2 separate regions of the Gasterosteus aculeatus genome follow, and region 2 is linked to region 1. The links are chromatin contacts, called in public Hi-C maps. All regions are on one chromosome and are shown on one strand. Each heading gives the region's core, a stretch centred on a gene start, on an enhancer-like site or on the middle of the called end of the contact. The rest is flanking DNA. Distances are from core to core; before and after follow the strand shown.

Region 1 (5,831 bases), core at 719-3,218:
ACAGACAAGCCAGAGTTTCCATCATCTCAGGGTTCACAAACTCTGAGTTTCCACTAAACCCGCTTCTTGAAACGGACCCCTGGCAGCAGGTGAAGGAGCCCTGCAGCCTCCTGAGAGGCCTGAACCTGATGGAGATCATCATCATCATCATCATCGCCCGCCAGGCTGCCATGTGGTATCTAATGCTGATGACTAAGCATGCCATCACCATGTGTTTGAGTGTGAGTGTGTGTGTGTGTGTGTGTGTGAGTATGGATGTCATGTGATGGCCATGACTGCTGTTTTATCAAAACAGAAAATAAGAAGAGGACGAAGACAACCTGTTATACCAGTGTTGTACTTTTTACATGTGCATCAGGACTTTTGTCCCCATGTGCATCAGGACTTTTGTCCTCATGTGGATGTGTCCCTCGTCAAAAACCCTTGTCAAACGGCCCGGTGAGCACGGAACCACTGGCCTGGGATCAGATCGGAGACCAGGAACCCGTCCGTGTGATCAGAAGACTCTCACTTTCTCTTCCCCCCTCCCTCAGGAATGTGGCGAGATGACAGCTCCTCCGCCAGGAACAGCGTGACCTCCTTCAGGCCTCCGCGCCGCCACTTCCTCTTCTCTCAGCTGAGAGGGACGTGGCTGACGGGAACAGGGAGACAACAACGGTTCAACCTCTGGGGACAAGGGCGCGTTAGCACATTTTAATATCTTTTGTCCAACTTCACTTTTTTTTTTAGTGCATTTAAGTATCTTTCTTGCACATTTTACATTCTCTTTGCACCTGTTCATATCTTTCTAACACTCTATTGTACAAGTGCACTCCTTTCCCTCCGCGAGACGTGGGACAGAGTGCTGGACGGACAAACAGAGCGTCTCCTGCGTCTCTGCTGTCGGGGCACAAAGCACAGATGGTGAAAGGAGAAGGTGCTGAGGCGGAGGAACGAGGGGGAAACGGGAGACGCCACGAAATGCAAAAAGTGCAGAAAACGCACTGAAAGTTGATAACAGAACGATTCCAGTAAGACGAGAGACGAGAGACGGACGACGCGAGGAGAGGCCGCGTGACCTCACAGCGCTGAGGTCGTAGTGGTTGTAGTTATGCAGATTAAAAACAGCAGGAGGATGATAACTGCGTTTTTAGCAGTAGTGGTGGTTGATGTCGTTTTAGTTTCAGTCTGAAGTAAACGATAAAATAAAAAAGTGATCGTCGTAAAAAGTTTGGAGTCAACGGAAAAAAGATCCAAATGAAAACCGTTAAACAAAAGCGTGTGAAGGTCGCGAGGCAGGAAAAAGTCCTCAGTCGTGTTGTGACGAGTCACTCTGAACTCAGCAGAAAAAAGACCCGAGTGAGGAGAAAGTGTCTGAGACGAGAGATGAGTCAGGAGACAGCTGTCCGTCCCTCTGTCTGTCTGTGACTCATGTCTGCTCGTCTTCATAACAACCAGTTGACCTGGGAGGTTACAGCGCCACCTGCTGGTGCACTGCAGCGCCTCAGCCAGCCTCTAGTTCTATAGATCTACGTACTATAATAGAAACATGTGAACACATATAGACCTGTTTTGTGAATCAATCGATTAAACAACCAGCAAAGGTAAAGGTGTGTTTGACCCACTTCCCCAACCTCCTCCAGGGCCTCGTGTCGAACAAAACCTCCTCTGATTGGTCGGCTTCTCCCTCGCCTGTCTCACCTGTCTCACCTGTCTCACCTTCTTCAACTAAATCACAGTTAAATACATCAGGGGGGTCAAAGGTCTGCAGAGAGAGGATCAGTGCACGGACACTTCCAATAGAAAAACACACAAAACACTCACACACACACGCACACACACACACACACGCACACACGCACACACACACACACACACACACACACACACACTTCCGGGAAACATCGAGCGGAGGGGAAGGAGGAGGTGATGCTCGTCTCCTCCCGTCTCTTCCCGGCAGTGGACCCCTCCCGGGATGAAGCGCACCATCCCCACGCTGAGAGCTGATTGGCTGCCAGCGAGACCGATCGGACCAATGAGACGCAGAGGAGACGAAAGGACAGAAAGGAAACAGTTGGAGAGGGAGGACGCAGTTTGTGTGTGTGTGTGTGTGTGTGTGTGTGTGTGTACTGTGGGGCTGATGGATATTAGGGGTTTGTGTTTTGATCTGATGAAACACACAAACACATAGACATACATATGCTGTGCACATATACTGTACATATTCCTTCTGGCCTGACGGTGTTTACCTGAGGGGGTGAAGGGGGGGATGACCTGTTGGCCTGCTCGCTTACGCTTCCTCTCAGACTCACTACATTTATTTCATACTCAAAGTCTCTTTGATGAGACAAACATTACACATTGTTTGTGTGTAATGTAGAGGTGTGTGTGTGTGTGTGTATTGAGTGTATGTGTGTGTTCAGCATGGACTCAGATCAAACACAAACCCTTTATAGACTAATATGTATCAGTCCCCACAGTACACAAACACACACACACACACACACACACACACACACACACACACACACACACACACACACACACACACACATGCAGCAGGGGTCCATTTCAAGTAGGAGGTTTAACAAACTCCGAGTCAAACCCTAATGTCTGAGTTGGTTTACCCTGTTTTCACTTAAACGGACCCCTGGTCTTTAAGACGCTTCACCGGCAACAACTGACTCACTCTGTCGCCATGGAAACGCCTGTAAACTGTCTAGAGAGCGTTGCTACAAGGAGAAGATCATTTCCCTCATTAGAACCTCTGATTCAATTAGAGGACTCCATTCAGTATGTTAATATGTCAGTGATATTTGATTTAACATAAATCTGTCAAATATGACAGATTACGTGTTGTGTATTTACTAGCTCGTCATTGTTTCTTTTTGCTTTATGATGTTTGTTTGTTGTGGTTATTGTTTATTTTATAGTTGCATAACTGTCTGGCGCGGTGGTGTGGTGGTGCTCAGCACCGTGGCCTCCCGGCAGGCAGGTCCCGGGTTCCACTCCGCCCAGCAGCCTCTCTGTGTGGAGGGTTCTGTCCGGGTTCTCCGGCTTCCTCCCACAGTCCAAAGACGTGTTCTGGGTTGATTGGGGACTCTGAATTGCCTGTAGGTGAGTGTGAAAGGTTGTGTGTCGTGTGGCAGCCCTGGGATTGGCTGTACTCTTGTCTCTCGCCTGAAGTTGTCTGGGATTGACTCCATTCTAATGTCTCTTATCTATAGCAAGTTGTAAATTGACTTACTTGAAGAAATTGCACTTTCTTGTTTCTTGTTCTTTTGAGCTTGTGTATTTATGGTTGAAATGCACTTATTGTAACTTGTCCAAGTCACTTTGGATAAAAGCGTCAGCTAAATTATTGTGTGTCTCGTTCTCTGCACACTAGCTGCGATGAGGCGCTCTGTCCACCAGGGGGCAGCAGAGCTCCTCTGCTCTCACACTGTCATCAGTTATTGATCACTTTTTTCATTGATTTGTGGTTGGAATTGTATTTACACTGTTGTTCGGTGAAGGATTAATATTTTATTGTGTCTTCATGAGATGAGACAAGTGTGTCCTTGTGATTAGATGAGAAACGTGTCTTGTGATGTGATAAGATGTGACAGGTTTGTCCTCATAAGGAGATGAGAAAGGAAATATGAATAATGAGCTTTTTACAGCAGCAATTTTCAGAAATATGTATGAATTCTGGATGCAACCACTTTGAAACCTTCATCATGATCTCACTTCTTCTTGTTTATCAGTGATTTGATGTTTCGGTCTTTTGCTTTGTGACCACACCTCCAGAAAAGCTACAGCTGCTCCCAATCACACAGCAGAGGGCAGTCACACATCGTCCTCGTCATCCTCTTCATCCTCTTCATCTTCCTCCTCTGGCCACCATGGATCCTCTTGAGATGTTTTCCCTCCTTCAACAAATCTCACAAAAAGCCCACAGAGGAAATCTGAAGTGTGAATAGGAGCGTTTTGTTTCCTGCAGGTTTCATAAATCCATCACGGAGTTCTACAAGGACCTGACCAGATCTTGGGTTTCCCATGATGCACCTGAAGCGCAGAAGACAGGAAGGATTCTTCACTTTAGGACCTGTCTCCACAACTGAAGAGCAACCAACTTGGACAGGAAGTGCCTCAACGAGAGGGAGGAGCCTCCTCCGGCGCTTTTTTGAGAAACTATGGAACGCGGAATTAAAAACGTTGTTGTTTTGTGATCTTGAAGTGAGATTTATTTTTGCTACTATGAGTTTATTATCTTCAGCCAGACAATCGATGTCATCGCTTTGTTTTGTCTGATTGGATGACGGGAAAAACGGGTTTGATTTGCACGATTCTTTCACGCAGACCTGGAGACGTGATCACATGACCCCCGGATCACAACCAACTAGAGGATTCTTCTTATCGATGTATTTGTCTCTTAACTTGCATGTTTCAGTGTGCTAAAACCAGATAAGTATTTCACCGAATGCTGAACCTCATTTGCCAGACCGGCAAAAAGAAGATGGAGGCCCGATACTCTGCCAAGAGAGCGAGCCAGTGGGTGAATAACCAGCTCCGTCCTTTGTGTTGCTCCACCCTGTTCCTGCCCTTTCACCGGCGGGATGGATCCACGGATGGATGGCTGACAAACCCGCCGGCTCTATTGAGCAATCGGACCACATCTGTTTGTTCGCTCCAGGAGACAATGTGGGACACTCGCCGTGACAACTGGACCCGGCCTCCATATTTGTCTTGTGTGTTGACTTATAAGTGCCTGAAAGCCCGGAGAGGAATTCTCTTTTTCCTGCTCAGACTACAGTCTTTCATGCGTGTGCGTGTGCGTGTGTGTGTGTGTGTGTGTGTGTGCGTGTGTGAAGGTCAGGACTCCCTCCGTCTTCCTTTGTGGGACGTTTTCTTTTCCTTTGACACAAGCGAATGAAAGGCACACACGCACACCGAGGCGTTTCTCTCCGTGGAGGTGCAGTGAAAGTCCAAACCCACGGCTCACACCTCTGAAGGCTTCGAGGGCCTCTGGCGGCCGGGCCCAGCCCCGCGTGCCTGTTTGGGCCGGTCCCTCTCGCAGCGACAGCTTACCTGAGGAATTCACCAAAGCTGTTTTTTTATCCCCGTTTATACACCCAGCGCGGGCACAAAGGGCAGTGTGTACAAACGTAACCCCGCTGAAACATAATCACTCTTTTACTCTCTTTGTGCCCGCTGTTTGTGTGCGTGTGCGTGTGTGTGTGTGTGTGTGTGTCGGGAGGCGGTTGTGCGGCAGCATTGTGGTCCTGCAGGATTGTGTAAACAGGGCCGGACGGGAAGTGTTGTGAAGACACCCAATCGCTGCCGCCGGCACACACCGACAGCCGCGCCGCTAATGTTTAGCCCCGGGGGTTCGATTCCGCTCGGCGGGAAGCGCTCTCGGACCCGGTTGGTGGCGCACAAGGTGACACACGGTGACACGCGGTGACACGCGGCCCGGTGGGACATCCTGATTCATGCTTCTGATGCTCCACCTCACCTGTTTGCATTATTTATCCCACGGCCGTTGCCAGACTCTGATACCTCCTGATTGCACGTGTCTCCGAAGCCCCACCTGACGGCCAGATGTTTGTGCGTCCACACATCTGGAGCAGGTCACAGGTTTCACAGTTACAGTTCGCGGCTCAGTTTTTCGTTTGAACTGAAACACGCAGGACTGAGGTGCGGTGGTCCGCGCAGGAGGTCCCGGGTTCCACTCGGCCCGGCGGCCTTCCTGTGTGGCGTCTCCATGTTCTCCCCCCCGTGGCTGGGATTGACTGCAGCCCCCCCAGAGACCCCGTGTGCAGGATAAGCGGTTTGAAGATGGACGGATGCAGGACTGAAGTGTGTGCGTG
Region 2 (5,845 bases), core at 183-2,682, 86 kb after region 1:
GTCAAACTTAAGAGTGGCATCGCTTCATCTGATTCTTTTAATTTTGACAACCAAATAGAATTAAAAGGCAGTGGAATCTAATTAAATCTAAATGATTGTCTGGAGGTGATTTGGCTTCAAATAACTTATTTAAGGTCAGCTCACAGCAACGGGACCTGTGTTTGACCTCCAGAACTCTTTGTTTCCTCTCACTGTCCAGAGTCAGGTGACTACATCCTGAACCTAGAGAGTGTGTGTGTGTTGAAAATGCAAAAAAGGCGAAATTCCATCTAGATTTACATCTAGATCAACTACAATGTGTGGATCGGTCAGATGTGCTCAAGACTTTCACGAAGGCCGAAGACTCTTGAAAACACAGTTTCTGATTTTCAAAGCTGTATTATGTTTGTTAAAATGCTAAAAATATAGATTTCACTTCTTTGATACTAAACTAGATCCCTCTTCGCTTTTAAGTATTATCACAAAGATCATGAAGGAGGGTTTTAGAAAATGTTAAAAACTTTTTTTATGACTTCATGTATTAAATGACTAACTGACATCAGGGGGGAGATCAGTGTAAGTTGAATAATTTAAAATGAGATCAGTGTAAGTTGGATAATTTTAAATGAGATCAGTGTAAGTTGAATAATTTAAAATGAGATCAGTGGAAGTTGGATGATTCTAAATGAGATCAGTGTAAGTTAGACAGTGTAATTTAGGTGTCTCTAACATGTGTTACTGCTCCTTGTGACCTCTTGTGGTTTTATTACCTGAATGTTTTAAATCACAAACTGGTGCATTAAACCACCAAGCTGAGCCTTAAATGGCATCCCAAACAGTAACCAACCCAAAAGAAACAGAGTGCACTGATTTAAAGTGTATTTATTCAACGTTAGGTATGTGAACGTAGAAACTATCGGTAAAAGTCACGTTGCAAATAGCTGTAGCTAATGCTAACACATCAATGCTCACCTTAGTTAACGTTAGTTACGTTACGTTAGTTATGAATTATTTACTATGTAGGTAAACCCGGCTTTATGTGGCTGTACATTGATTTACTGTTATTCCGGTTAAAGTTGTTGGCTCATGTTAGATTAACGTAGCTAATTAGTTAGTTAACTAATAACGTTAGTTTAGAAAAAGTTATCTGTTATGCTAGCTGTTAGCCATAGGTGCTAGCTGGTGTTTTCTATGCTACACGTTAGCGAACAATTCTCGTTTGGTCCCGAAGGCGCGTGAGAGTTCAACGTTGCGTCGGCACCGATGTTATGACACGAGGAAATAATAACTCACCATTTCTGACAACTCGAAGGAGTCTAGCTGTGTGTACCGATATGGTTTTCCGCTAGCATTGTTAGCCACCAGCAAGCTATGCTTTGTTGCTATAGTAACTGTGAGAAGTCGAGGTGTGTTCAGGGTATATTCACTAAACCATGTAATTAACGCGTCTTTCTGCCGAAGATGAAAACGACCACTTCAACATTGACTAGTGAGAATACAAACGATACCGTTTTATTAAAGTGTTGAATGAGCATTGACCAACGTTAGTAATCAGTTACTGTAACTAAAATGAAAACAATTGTTATTACCAATGTATTACCAGAGTTGGAAGAAGCACGAATCATGTTTTTTTTAAAGCAGTAATACTTCATATTAGAAATAGCCTTTTAAAACTTGCTGTGGAAATCTTACTTAGAGTAGTTCAATTCAGTGTTTTGCCAAATGGCCCTTTCAGAATAATATGCATTATAATGGGTTATACTTATGCATGTATTATTATTGTTTAATATTTAAACAACGGTGCATTTATTTGATAACGTTTACACAGAAAGGACATTTTCCGCCAGTGAAGCCAAACGCTTCCTATAAGTTGCATAGCTCGACCTCTTTGCACTGTCACTATGGCGTTGTTTCATGCGCCATCTCGTGGTGGACCGGCGGCGTTGAGAGGATCGGAATAACCATACATATCAAAATTTCGAGCGGCCAAAAACGCAACATTTGGACCCGGAAAGACAACAGTTGTCAATAAAGCGACGAACCCATTAGAGACATATCCTTCTGTGTTCGGACATAACTTGAGTCTCTAATGGGTTCTTCTGCTCGTCTCAGACTCTACATGGAGGACAATGGACCGCTGATCCTGGACGGCGGACTGGCTTCAGAGCTGGAAGCACAAGGAGCCAAATTACAGGTGAAAACGTGCCGGAAAGTTACGTTTCGTTTTGCAAACATACATGTTGAAAGTCAGTGCGTCATGCTGCTGTCACCACGGAATTAAAATGTATATCATGTTTTACTTGACTTAAAACACATTTTGCAAGAACCTTTGCAACGTTTCTCTTTATTGTCAAATAACACAATAACACTTTTTAACAATACCAATCAAAATAAAATAAAAAAACACAACAAACTTCAAATTCAAAAACATCAAATGCACATTTCTTTAAATAATAAAATCGCTGCTTGACTTACTTAATAGCACTTTCTATTAAACCATGTGTTTAATGACACAAAACGTGATGCTCTGTGTGTGCGTGTGCGTGTGCGTGTGCGTGTGTGTGTGTGTGTGTGTGGTAGGGAGATCCTCTGTGGAGCTCCAGGCTTCTCCACACGGATCCTCAGGCCATCAGAGAAGCTCATTACAGGTTAGATGCACTTTTTTCCTTCAGGTCTTCGTGTTAAAAAATAAAATAATTTGCGAACAAAATTCTCAAATTCAATAAAGCGATTAGACAGAGCTTATGAGTAAGTTGAGACCTTTAATTAAAATCACTTTCTTGAATAAACATCATCAGTTTCATCAAACATAAAGTAATGAGATGTTTTACTTTTGGACACAAGTCAAAAACTGTCGCCACGGCAACCTCATTTTACAGTTTGTATAAAACTAGTAATCGTAATAAAACTAAAAATATTACTGTGGATGTGCAGAAATACTGTGTTTGAACACAATGCGCCTTAAAATCAGGTGGTGAGTCTGTTATAACAAATCTAACCAAGTAGGACAAACTGTTCAAACCAGATTCCTCCTCGGCGGCGCCGATGTCATCTCCACGGCAACGTACCAGGCCAGCATCCCGGGGTTCGTCAAGCACCTGGACGTGACCCCCGAGGGCGCCAGAGAGCTGCTGATGTCCGGCGTCCGGCTGGCCAGAGACACCGTGGACCGCTTCGTCTCCGACGCTCGTCCCTCAGGTACGGGACCGACCGGCCTTAACGAGGCCGCGGGACGCCGCCTGTGACGAATTGATGTCACTCTGCGTTTTTTTGGCCTGATTTGTCTCCGAAGGTCGCAGGCGTCCGTTGGTGGCGGCGTCCGTCGGGCCGTACGGCGCCGTCCTCCTGGACGGCTCGGAGTACACCGGAGCGTACGCGGAGCGGATGAGCGTGGAGGTGCGTGGCTCTCAGCCAATCGCACCGGTTTGGTTTTGCCGATGCACGAGACGTACACTTTAAAAAGGTTGTGCTGAAAGGCTGAAAGACAACCAACGATCTCCGTTTCCCTCCCCAGGACCTCAAGGCCTGGCATCGGCCGCAGATCGACGCCCTCGCCGCGGCCGGGGCCGACCTCGTCGCCTTGGAGACGGTCCCGAGCATCAAAGAGGCGGCGGCTCTGCTGGAGCTGCTCAGAGAGTTCCCCGACACGCGGGCCTGGCTCTCCTTCTCCTGTAAGGTAACGGCAGCCTCGCTCGATCGTTGACTGGTTTTGCGCCGCCCCCCCCGCTGCTTTTGACCCCTCGTGACGTCCGACCAACCGCCGTCAGGACGGGAGGCGCATATCGGACGGCAGCGCCTTCGCCGACGCCGTGCGGCTGGCGGCGAGCAGCACCACCCAGCTGGTCGCCGTGGGAGTCAACTGCTGCTCGCCGGAGCTGGTGGAGCCGCTACTGGACTCCGCCGGGTCCCTGCTGGGCCCGGACCTGAGCTGGGTGGTGTACCCCAACAGCGGAGGGGACTGGGACACCGAGAAGGGGTGAGTCCCAATCGCTACTGGAAACGCAATCCCAGAGAAAACAGCGAAGGAAAATGAAATGGAGTTTGTAGGTGCAGCTGAGCAGAGCACAAGAGCCAATCGTTTGCTTTTCCTCACACAGGTGGGTGACGTCGGAGGAACAGTCCGCTTCCATCCTCAAACTAAGTCCCACGTGGAGGAAGCAAGGCGCTGATTTAATCGGTGAACTTAAACCTGTCTGCATCATGTTATTTTGTGCGGTTATTTGTCAACAAGTTTTCTCTTCTTTTACTGGACTGAACTTAACCTCCGATAATAATTTCATCATAAACTACGCAGCTAAACCACATTTTTAAAATCCCAATATCGCTGATGCATGTATTATTGCATGGTGAAGCACTGATGACATCATTTATATTTTTGTAGTTGCTGGTGACGTTAGCAGCGCCGCTAACTGCTAACCAGCGGAGGTCCAATTCAGTTACATTGTGATGCGTTCATGCTCTGTTCAGTGAAAATGAGTATCGGTGGAAAGTAGGTTGTCTGATAACCATGGCGCTGTGTAAATACGCGTGTTCTTTGGTTATGTCTGCGGTCACCGTGGTAACGTCCTTTGATGCGTGTCCCCCCTGCAGGCGGCTGCTGCTGCATAACCCCGGCTCACATCGCAGAGTTACGACGACGGCTCAAAGGAAGCGACTCGTCTCCGGGAACCAAAATATGACGATTGATGAGAAGACGTCTGTATCCAGGAGTTTAAAAAAAAACTTTATTCATCGGGAAATAATAAATAAAACCACTCCATCGCGTCACATGATGACATCTGCGTGGGAACATAAAAATTAAAATAAACCACACGACTCTGAGCTTTCACGCGTCGAATCATTTTACCGTCGCACCGGTTTCACGAAGCACAAACAAAACGTCTACTGACCTGCACAAGTTCTCGTCTTAGAGCAGAATTTACAGCAAATGTTTTTCACAATAAAAAGTAACATTGTTTATTTACAAGCAGATCTTGTGCTTGGCCACGCCCTCCTTTGGCAACGCCCCCGCCCTCCTATTGGTTGATCTTAATATACATTTAAAAGGACACGAGTTTAAAAGAAAATGAAAAAATGCCGTGGCTTCGGCGAGTTTCAAAGTGGCTCCAAACAAACGGTTCAACGTCGGCATCAAACGACGGATGTTTCTACGTTTTATATCTCTGACCTCCGATTGATGCAACACAAGAGGCGCCCTCTGGTGCTCCATTCACTTACGCTAAAATAAGTCCTACATTTAGAGAGAATCTCCTGAAGCGACGTCGTCGTGATGTTATAATAATGTAACTTGTGCTCTGATCTAGTTCACATCTGTATGTAGTCAACACCTAAATAACGTTTATTGAACAACATGTCAACAAAATAGATTGTCAGATTTTAAATTGATCTGGATGAATTATAAATACATAAAATAATAAAATGTGTATCTTAAATGAAGCTTTATAACTGACTGGTCTGCAGCTTTAAATTCATTTCATTGAGGTCTTGAGAGACATCAACTCCGAAAGCCACGATATTATAGATTTTATTATTATTATTATTATTATTATTATTATATCCTTATGGTTTGTATGCACAGACGTCATTTTGTAGTTATTGAAATCACTTCTTTCAAGTGTTTTTCTCAGTGAATTATTTGTAATTGCGCACAGATTACAATAATCCAGATGTGATCCAGGTGTGCGGTGCCGAACGCCGGCCCTGCTCGCCGCCCGTTTTCCTGCTTCACCACGGCGAGCGCAAACCTCGGTCTGTGGGCAGCAAAAGTGTGGAACCGTGCACCTGCCGCTCCGTCAGCCCGTGGCGTCCTCTTCCAGGTCGCCGTCGGGGTGGGGGGCCCGCTGTCTCCGCTCCGCGGCGTTGGACG

Evidence for each region. A called contact is a pair of places that touch in the nucleus more often than the background predicts.
Region 2: a contact with region 1 is called in a Hi-C map of whole body, with 6 times the contacts expected there. The contact joins the promoter of LOC120824048 here to the enhancer-like site in region 1. A contact is called at or near these places in 2 of 6 Hi-C or Micro-C datasets (skeletal muscle and whole body).

Annotation. Positions count from the first base shown.
Region 1 is chr8:20,794,088-20,799,918 of fGasAcu3.hap1.1, forward strand. No RefSeq gene overlaps it. Among protein-coding and RNA genes, the nearest start is that of LOC144411344, 5.1 kb to the right of the region's middle. Within about 2 kb of position 1,969, at least 5 of the 9 cell types and tissues checked have open chromatin away from gene starts, as enhancers often do.
Region 2 is chr8:20,880,996-20,886,840 of fGasAcu3.hap1.1, forward strand. LOC120824048 (betaine-homocysteine S-methyltransferase) reads left to right here and starts at 1,433. Exons shown (of 9, transcript XR_013468682.1): 1 at 1,433-2,173; 2 at 2,560-2,627; 3 at 3,005-3,177; 4 at 3,272-3,375; 5 at 3,494-3,655; 6 at 3,747-3,955; 7 at 4,077-4,156; 8 at 4,361-4,468; 9 at 4,570-4,800. It overlaps nme7 (NME/NM23 family member 7), which reads right to left and starts at 1,421. Exons shown (of 12, transcript XM_040184604.2): 1 at 1,273-1,421. The coding sequence starts at 1,275. It overlaps LOC120824045 (basic immunoglobulin-like variable motif-containing protein), which reads right to left. Exons shown (of 10, transcript XM_040184602.2): 10 at 4,682-5,845. The coding sequence ends at 5,772.